Linked DNA regions of Zea mays: region 2 is linked to region 1. The links are chromatin contacts, called in public Hi-C maps. All regions are on one chromosome and are shown on one strand. The core of a region is the stretch at or near the end of the contact, and the rest is flanking DNA. Distances in the headings are between cores, read along the strand shown. Region 1 holds the start of LOC100276525. Region 2 holds the start of LOC100194280 (transporter, folate-biopterin transporter).

Region 1 (4,828 bases), core at 1,417-3,916:
TATGTACATTTGCAGTGTTATGTTACAACTACATGAAGTGAAAATATTCCTTGCCAGTATGACACAGTTTGGCAGCCCTTGCCAGGCTATAATTGGCGGTATGATACAGTTCATTTGGCACACTGCTAGTGAAGTAGCAGACATAAGTCAATATAAAGGGGAGAGTACGCGGCCACGGCCCTAGAGGGATGTCTGCCCTGGAGAGGCGGCAGCCACAGGAGAAGTGAAAGCGAGATTAGACTCGTGTTACCATGTTAAAGGAGATATTGTCACATAATTAGACTGTATTGCATGAACCCCATGAGCTTATTATATAGAATGCATAGGACTAACACCCTATTTTAGTAGACAATACGGTACAATTCATATCTACATATATGTAGCACTAGGTTAGCGGTTAGCCATCTCAACTACAGCTATAAGGCCCAATAGGGTTGCATGTCTAATTCTAACATTATCATTCAAAAGTCAAAACATATGCACATGGACATGGAAGCACCTCCAACTTACCGCCTTTTAGGCATCCAAAATTAAGATAATTTATCTTGCCTCAACAATGATGACAAGACAACAAAAGCCAAAAAAAACGTTTCCTAATATTAAAGTATATTGAAGGAAAATGCCAAGTTGGTCACAATGAAAAAACAAAAGGGACTTATAGAAACATACCACATCTGCAATCACAAAGTCAAGCTCTTTGACAAAGTTCTCCCTCCTTTTCTCATACTCTGCAGCAGTCTAGCAAATTAAAGGAGTTATGTCAAACTAGCTGCAACAAATTATACATAACTTGCTAACTAAAACACAGAATCAACTAACTGAAACCAGGTCCAGAAAAGTGGAAGGCACAAACGAAGCTTAGGGCCTGTTTGGAAGCACTCAGTTTTATGAAACTGGTGTATAAAAAGTTAAAAACTGGGGTGGTTCCAAACATACCAGTTTATATCCCAGTTTCTTAAAAACCAAGAAGCTAGCCACTCCTAACTAAAATCACTTTATGGAAACTGGGGTGGTTCCAAACACCATAAACCAGCTTTTTTCATAAACCAGTTTCTAAAAACTTGAAATATAAACTGAATTCTTAAAAACTAGGTTGCTTCCAAAAAAGGCCTTAGTCATACTGCTAACAGAAAATGAATATCAATAGAAGGTGTATGCGAATAACCAGCGTTGAATTGCAGTACTGAGTACTCTTTATGCTTTAAACAGTTGATAAATGTTCTTCAACCATGCATGTACCATAAATTTGTGTGCCTCAGGGTTTCCAGTAGCAACAGGTTTGTATTTGATAGGACAACCACATATAAAGCCAACAGTGGTCCACTACTGCATATTGGCAATGGCTAGTGGTACACATAAAACGAAAGTGAGGGAACAATACTATACACTTGTCATTCACAGAATCACTTATATTTTGGAGCAATATTATACTTTAGGGAATAGAAAGGCTACTTTATTCCTATTCGTCTACTGAATCGGCATTTGCTTTTGCATTTATAGCAAAAGTATCAAGATTCCAAGTAGGATGTTCTTTTTTCGAATAGGTTGCTGTTGCTCCGGATTAATTGTAAGACCATAAGGCATTGGGCTATGCGTAAACTGCAAAACAAACGTAATTACGCCCAAGCAAGCATCATTTTGACTGAGTCGGAGCAGTGCAAGAATCGGGACAGCACGCACCTACTGATCTACAATCACATCCCAGCCCCGACTCCAAAAATAAATCTGAGCCATGAAATCGGCCTGGCATCTGAGCCCGGACTACAACATGCTAGACACCACAATCGGTCAAACCCATCGAACCAGACCACATCTGATGATCTGGATCACAAACCACAGAAAATAAAATAGGAACAATTGGATATATACCATTAAAAGATCCAAACTTTAGATATATACCATGGACCCCACATGTCATTGACTCATGTGGACCCACATGTAAGTGAGATAGTAATGGTATGGATCCAAAGTGGTGATCTTTTAATGGTATGGATCCAAATTTCCCAATAAAATAATAGCCGGAAAAAAGAATTATGAAATCCCCACGTACCTTAGTGAAGATGCCAACGCCGCACTCTATGGCGACCTTGGTGAGGAAGAGGTCGTCGGCGAGGAGGCGCTCCTTGAAGCCACCGAACTGCAGAAGCCACCTGAACACCGGCGAGGCCTCGAGGTCCACGAACCGCCGCACGATCTCGCCCGGGATGCGGCCGCCCTCCACGGCCGCGGCGAGGTCGGCCGGCAGGCTCTCGAGCTTCCGTCCGAGTTGCGCCAGAACAAACAGGGCCTCCCTCCTGTTGACCGAGTCGCCCTCGCTGCCGTCGCCCTCGCCCTCACCATCGCCCTCGCCTCCTCCCCCTCCGCCGCCCCCGCCCGAGGGAGGAAGGTCGTCCTCGCCGCCGCTTCCGGTGATGTCGCTTCCGCTGCCGGAAGAGGCGAGCGGTAGGGGAGGGAGGTGGGGTCGGTTGAGGCGGAGCGAGTGGAGGTGGAGCGGGAGGGAGCGCAGGAAGGGGAGGGTAGTGAGGTGGAGCGGCGGGACGCTGGGTAGGGGTTGGAGGCGGAGATGGATGAGGTGGGGGGAGGAGAGGGAGGTCGGGGGAGGAGAGGCCATGGCGCGGGGGTGTGGGTGTGTGGTGGAGTGAAAGTGGCAGGTGGTAGGTTTTTGTGAGGGAGCGCCGGAGCGGGCTGTGGGTTTTGGGAGGGAGCGTCGGAGCGGGCTGTGGGTTTTTGGGAGGGAGCGGACCGTCGAGGCGTCGACCGGGAGGGGAGGTCCGGAGGTGTTGTGTGATGCCCCCGGTGAGAAGGGACCGAGGGAGAAGAGGAATAGCACGGTCCGGTGCCCTGGAGCAGGAGTACTGCAGGGGCGAGCCAGCCAACGACCCACTGGCCACCGCTGGCCACCAGCCCACCTACCTCTTCCCGTACCGCAAGTCCACTGGGAGAATCGGAGTCAGAGCATATAGAGCGTTTTCATCCAATCTAGTAGATACTTTAGCAACATTAAGAAAAATATCTCTAGGATAAAATAACTTGGTCTAAAAGTAGCATACCACAAAACCCATCTTAATGTGGTGGACATTATAGAAATATATATTTAAACATAACACGTCATATTAATTAAAAAAAATCTTTTTCTCGTAGAGAAGAGATCATGTTAAAAGGACTAAAATGTTCTTAGGGCCAGTTTAGTAACAAAGTTTATTTACAATTTCAATACAATACTATGGTATTTAATAATACTATAATATTCTCGCATACTGTGATTAGATATCCATATAGCTATTATGAAAATTTGAGGGATACAGATTATTTAGCATGTACTGTTGTATATGATTCACGGAAGCATAATTTGGATATCTAGAACAACAACCTAAAAATAATCTCTAGTTGATGCATTTTTTTTCTCACGAGGTATGAATTCATTGCAATCACAGTATTAGATTAGAGTGTTGTTTGGTTCACATATTTGTAATATAATGTGTAACTGATAACATTAAATTATGTTTGTTTAAAACAACCGTAATCAGATACCACACTAGAAACTAATAATGACATATTCAAAATTGTTATCACTGGTATTCGTGAACCAAACATCCTCTAGTAGTTTATACGTCACTTATAGATTGTGACTTGTGAGTCCGTAACGCTGAACTCTTTGCAACAACAACGACTGAATGGACCACCGAGTCGTCTCAAACAGTTGGCAAAAGGAGTGCTGATAGTAAAACGCACCATCACAATTCACACACCGTCGTCACGAGATGCATCTTGCAGTTGCAGCTATACATGTCCAAACGGGCCGGCCCGGTAGTAGGCCCGTGACCCGGCACGGTCGTGGCCCAGCACGAGCACGGCCCGGCACGACTAGTGGCGTGCCCGGGCCGGCCCGGTCCAATAGCCGTGCCGGGCTTGGGCTGGCCGTCGGGCCCGCGGTGCAGGCACGGGCCCGGCACGGTTAATTGGTAGGCACGGTAACGGCCCGTTTGAGGGACTAATTTTGTAACGGCCAATCTATTTTTAGCTATAATACTTATGATATGATATTATATGAGAGTATTCTGACTTGTGATTTGTGTTTATATGTGTATCTGAAATTCTTAGTCTAAATATGTATCTAAAATTATAAATATAATTAATTACATCTAAAATAAATTTAAATATTACCTTTAAATTCTGAATTTTGGAGTGTTTATTTTTGTTTATAGGACCGGGCCCGACCCGGCACGACAGGCCCGCCGTGCCTCCGGCCCGGCACGGCCCGTGTAAGAATAACCGTGCCGGGCCTGGGCCGCGTTAGCCAGCCCGCGGGCCGGCCCGGCCCGGCACGATACCAATCCGTGCCGGGCTTGGACTGGTGCCCCTCGTGCCGGGCCAAGCCGTGCCCGGGCCGGGCCGGCCCGGCACGGCCCGTTGGACATGTATAGTTGCAGCTATGTGAACTGGACCACTTGGTTTCAGAAAATCGGATGACCCGGTCTCGTTGGGATAAATCAATGAACACTTGCCTGGTGGGGCCCATCGAGGCAAACAGACGTTGCCACGTTGGGTTACACTTGCATTCGTATGGCCACGGACAGGAGCGAAGAACAACATGTAGGAGTTGGAACATGTAAGAAAATATGGCAAAGAGGGAAGAGTAAACCGCATAGAAAGTAAAATGCAGGGTCGTTCCTGACTTTTCAGTGGCCTATTACGAAATCAGATATAGAAGCATCATCCACACATAAACATATATAATTATACATATGTTTACATATGTTATCGAATATTTGACGTATAAAAATTATTATGCAATGTTTTAAAGTTTATAAGATAACAAATGTAAAAT
Region 2 (4,828 bases), core at 1,672-4,171, 200 kb before region 1:
AGCAATGCCACCTAGGAGGTTTCCTAAAGCACCAGCAGAAGAGCCGAACATCCAAGCAAACGATTGAAGCTGACCTGATCCTGAGGAAGAGGCCGCTTTCTTCCCAGACTCCGCTACAATGGCATCATTGGCAACCTCACATATGGAAGCACCAAAGTTGCTCAAGAGGAGAAAAATGGTAAGAACTTGAAGAGAGATATCTTGCCAAAGTGCAATTGCTAGCCATGAAATTGCCTGCAAGAGAGCTGGAACCACAACAATCAAAAGGCAAGTTAGCATGGTAAATGCAAAAAGTTCAGTAAGAAAGAGTAGAGGCATATGCCTCCGCAAAGACATTAGTACAAAACTGATATGTTTTTTATGCCCACCCGTTCATCAATGATTTATAACTAGTTTAATTAAGTCGTTTTATGTAATGTTTTGCTGGTTACATGTGTTCTATATGAACAGTCCAGTTTGCTTATGTTGCCTCATTGTCAATATTTGTATCTATTTCCCCAAAAATGTACTATTATAGTGGCAATATTGTCTGATGATGGATACCGAACCATCGTTATGTCTAGAATGTAGCTTGAAGAAGCTAACATCACAGAGGTGGGTGCAGGGGCGAAGCCCACTTAAAATATACCCTGGTGCACAGCTTAAAAAAATAAAGGATTTAACAAATACATATTGTGAATTTAAGTCTAGCTATTAGAATTCCTTGTTTTTACCCTGGTGCCAGTTGCCCTGGCACCAGGGAACCTTAACCTCGCTTCGCCCCTGGGTGGGTGTTATCCATTGTAAGTATCATGGAGATCATAGGTAGATGGGACTAAAAGATGGCATGAGGTGAGACTCGGTACATGATCTAGTCGAAGATACCAGAACTACCATTGTCTGCTTGCAGTTGCAGGGGCCTTTGGGTGTTGTTCACCGTGGGAAGTCAGAGCTGCTCTTTGCTGCTTGTGATAAGCTCGGCAATGAGGACATTTGGTGGGCACCGTTGGTGTTGGTTTGTGTGTAACCTCTGTGTGTAAGTGGGTTAGTCGTTTGGGCTACTGTGTTTTGATTTACGGGTTTTCTGTTTTTAATCTGTACGTCTGTAGAAGGGCGGGCCTGGTGCAGCGGTAGAGCCTACCGTCTATAACCGGAAGGTCCCGGGTTCGAGCCCCAACCTCTGCATATTATGCGGGTAAGACTTGGCGCTTAAAGATACCCTTCCCTAGACCCCACACAGTGCGGGAAGCCTACGGCATTGGGTACGCGGTTTCCCTTATAAACGAAGACAATTCTATTCTTCTTAAGTGAATGGCGGAGCTGCTGCCATATTTTCATGTGGAACCTAGGTCCCTGGGTTGACTTGACTTTGTCTTTTGGGTACTTCTCACGCCATATTTTCTGTTAACTGACGTGATTGACGGATCGAGCAAAGTATTCATTGTTGCCAGAATAAGGTAGCTAACTATTAAAAGCTTTAAAAAAATTGAAATACAATTATTCATGCGATGCTAGCCAATTGTTTGGATGGTGTTTATAAATTGAGCGGCAGAATAAAACATATTTTCTCAGCAGCCACGGTTTGAATCATGAGACATTGGAATAAGTTGGTTCACCATCCTTCAATTTCATCATGTCACTTGTGTTGGGCAAGAAAGAATATTTTAAAGTGGACAGCTAGGGCCACATCATAAGTTGACAGCTCATTCATGCGTGACCTAGTTGGATTGGGAGCTTTGTTGCTTGGTGATCTTATGAGTGTGTAAAACGTCAACAAGAGAGCAAATTTGGTGGAGGACAGTGTAAAAGTTGTTGCCTTGAAAGGCAAGTGTGGCTGTGTGGGAGGAAAAAAGGAAGATAAAGACGAATGGTAATTAGAAGAAGAAAAAGAAAAGGTGAGAGAGCACAAAAGGAACCGGTGAGACAAAAGAAGAGGACAGTCGGTGCGTGAGCATATTCTTTGGGTGCTGTCATTTGCCACGGGACAAACATGTACGAACAACACGGGAAAAAGAATGTCCAAGATCCATGGGTGGTTTAACAATACTCTCTTCATGTTGAAGAGCTAGATTAAGGAGATATATATTAAATAGCACATACAGGCTTAACAGACACTGCAAAGTGGAGATATTTTTATGTTTCGGATAACAAAAATGAGTAAAATTACATCCTGGTGGCATACAATTCCCAAAATCAAGCCATAAGCAAGATTCGGAAGCAGGGTGTTAGATTCAAGCCCTAGAAAGTTACGAGGAGAATAATAACGACGTGAATTGGTAATGGCAGATGTGTGTTCGGGACCTAGACAGGAAATGCAAGAATACAGTATAGTAAAAGAGAGTGGCCGAGAGGGCGTACCGCCGATGGCGACGTAGGGCAGGCGGCGATGGCCGCGTATGGGGACGGCATCCGAGAGGAGGCCAATGAGCGGCTTGGCGACCATGGGCAGGTTGGCGGAGGCCTGGAGGATCTGCAGCGAGGAGGCAGCAACGCCCATGCCGTCCTTGAGGAAGAAATTGACGCCCAGCCACGGGAAGAGCCGGAAGCCCTGCACCCAGAACCCCACCCCGATCACCAGCCGCCGCCTCGCCGCCGTAGCGGCACCCTCCATCACTTGCTTCTCCTCCTCCATGACTGGGCCTCGTACTCCTCCCGTCGTCCGGGTTCAAATACAAATCTTGATCCCGTCGCGTCGGCTCTGCTCCTCCCGATCCAACAGGAGAACAGACTGTGAGGTGGCTGTGGCTCCTAGTGGGTTCTCTCACCCACGCGTAAGAGGACACCTACTCACCTAGAAAGGACTCTCTTCTAGATGGCTATATGTAATTTATTTCACTCGGAATTGATTATTCGTGCAGCGCAGCAGCGGATCCACGATCCGAAGAGGAGGTGAGCACGCGTCGGGAGGTCGAAGAAGGGGAAGGCGGAGCGCGCCGCCTAACCGACACCACGCGTGGGCTTGATATGAGCAGTGAGCTGAATGTATGGGCGAGCATGTGGGTACCGGCCCGCTTACCACAACTTCTGTGAAGACAAATTCGTAGATTATAAAAACGTGATAGTTCGAGTAAAATCAAGCTAGTCAGTGCCGAAGTTCATTCAACACAAACATGATCATATTTTTCAAAGAGATTATAGTTTTTTACTTTACTACTTTAGCACAACAATATACTAGTGGGATTGTGGGAATACATACGGAACAATATCAAAGTCTTATTCGGTTGCGTTTAGATCGAACGGGAACAAACCTTGAGGGCTAGTTTAGAAACTTAAATCCCCTTGGGGATTTAAGGGGATTGGAGAGAAAATTAATTTATTTCCACCTCAACCCCCTCCAATCCCGAAGGGGATATGAGATTCCCAAAGTAGCTCTAAGAGGGTGTTTGCTTCCCCCGAGTAAAGTTTAGTTCGGATATATCAAATATTTAAATATCAATTAGGAGTATTAAATATAGGTTTAATAAATTTATTTTGTCTTTTTAGTCTTAGTCTGTGTAATTAGTTTATAAGTATACTATATTTAATAACTATAGTTATCATTTAAATATTTAATGTGACTAAACTTTAGTTGATAGAATCAAACACCCTCTAAAATAGAGCATAGCATGACTGCGGATCCAAAAGTCCACAATTCTTTTATAGCTTAAGAGCATCTCCAAGAGAGGCTCTAAACATGGTCCTATTTTAAATATAGGGCTCAAAACCATAAAACATTCTTCCAACAGCGGCCCTATTTTATAAAATTTCATCAAATGGTTATAGGGCTCGGTCTCTCGGGTCCTAAATATAGTACCTATATACTGGAGCCCTATCCTCGTTTCCACTTAATCTCCAACCATTTATTTCCTAATATTATGATTTATTTCTTAAATAGCATTATTTAAGGCCTGACTATTGGAGTAAACATTTCTTTTGAGACCCTAAACATTCTAAATATAGTCCTATTTCAAATTTTAGGACTCTATTTTAGGGTTTGTTGTTGGAGATGCTCTAAGCGCAGAGGAAAACTAGAAAGGCTATATTACCGTCGACTAGTTAGTTGCACGTGTACTGATACAATTTCTATATATTTTCTACATATCATATTGCTTAAATAAGATATTTATTTAAATATAATTGTACTTTTTTATTTTCAAAATGTTAAAATATATATCCTTCGTAGAACAAACATAGATATATAGATGCGTTGCACCGGTAAAAACCGTTTGTTTACGACATGGGTTTGAATCCCATGCTGTCCATTTTTTGGAGTTGTGCTTCTCACAGATGACTCCGTCCGAGGGAGGACGTGTGGGATGTGAGACATGCGAAGAAACTCCTGCATTAAAGGTATAGTGAGTTAGACATGCGAAAAAATTCTTGCATTAAAGGTGTAGTGATGTTATCGGTATAAGGCCCTGTTTAGGTCTAAAACTAATTTTTAATTTCTAGTCTCTACGTTGTCAAACACATGAACTAGAAAAAAGTAAACCATTTTAGTCTAGTCGTTTATGTATTGTTCGGTTGCATAGAGATCGAAAGGTACTGAGGGATGATTAAATCCCCTTCTATTTAATTTTGACTAGCAAGAAATTTGATCCCTTACAATTTCTTTCAATCCACCTATAACCAAAAAAACCTACATAAGAATCATAAGGAATTGGAGAATTAAATTTCTTTTTATTCAATTTTAACTAGCAATGGATTTAATCTCCTTTAATCTATTTCTTACCGAACAAGTTGAACCGAACAAGGGTGGCAAAAAAGGATCAAACAAGTTCTTTTACTGTCTCTATTGCACTATCTAGGAGAAGGATGGTTGCCTGGTTGGTTTGAAAGATAACTAGAACATGAAGCACCCCTTCGGGCG

What was found. A called contact is a pair of places that touch in the nucleus more often than the background predicts.
Region 2: a Hi-C map of tassel shows a contact between it and region 1, with 3 times the contacts expected there. The contact joins the promoter of LOC100194280 here to the promoter of LOC100276525 in region 1. A contact is called at or near these places in 4 of 25 Hi-C or Micro-C datasets (bundle sheath, ear, leaf and 1 more).

What each region holds. Positions count from the first base shown.
Region 1 is chr6:154,273,451-154,278,278 of Zm-B73-REFERENCE-NAM-5.0, reverse strand. LOC100276525 reads right to left here and starts at 2,666. Exons shown (of 8, transcript NM_001150291.1): 1 at 2,051-2,666; 2 at 670-738. The coding sequence starts at 2,611.
Region 2 is chr6:154,475,697-154,480,524 of Zm-B73-REFERENCE-NAM-5.0, reverse strand. LOC100194280 (transporter, folate-biopterin transporter) reads right to left here and starts at 2,921. Exons shown (of 3, transcript NM_001139319.1): 1 at 2,771-2,921; 2 at 2,338-2,677; 3 at 1-245. The coding sequence starts at 2,611.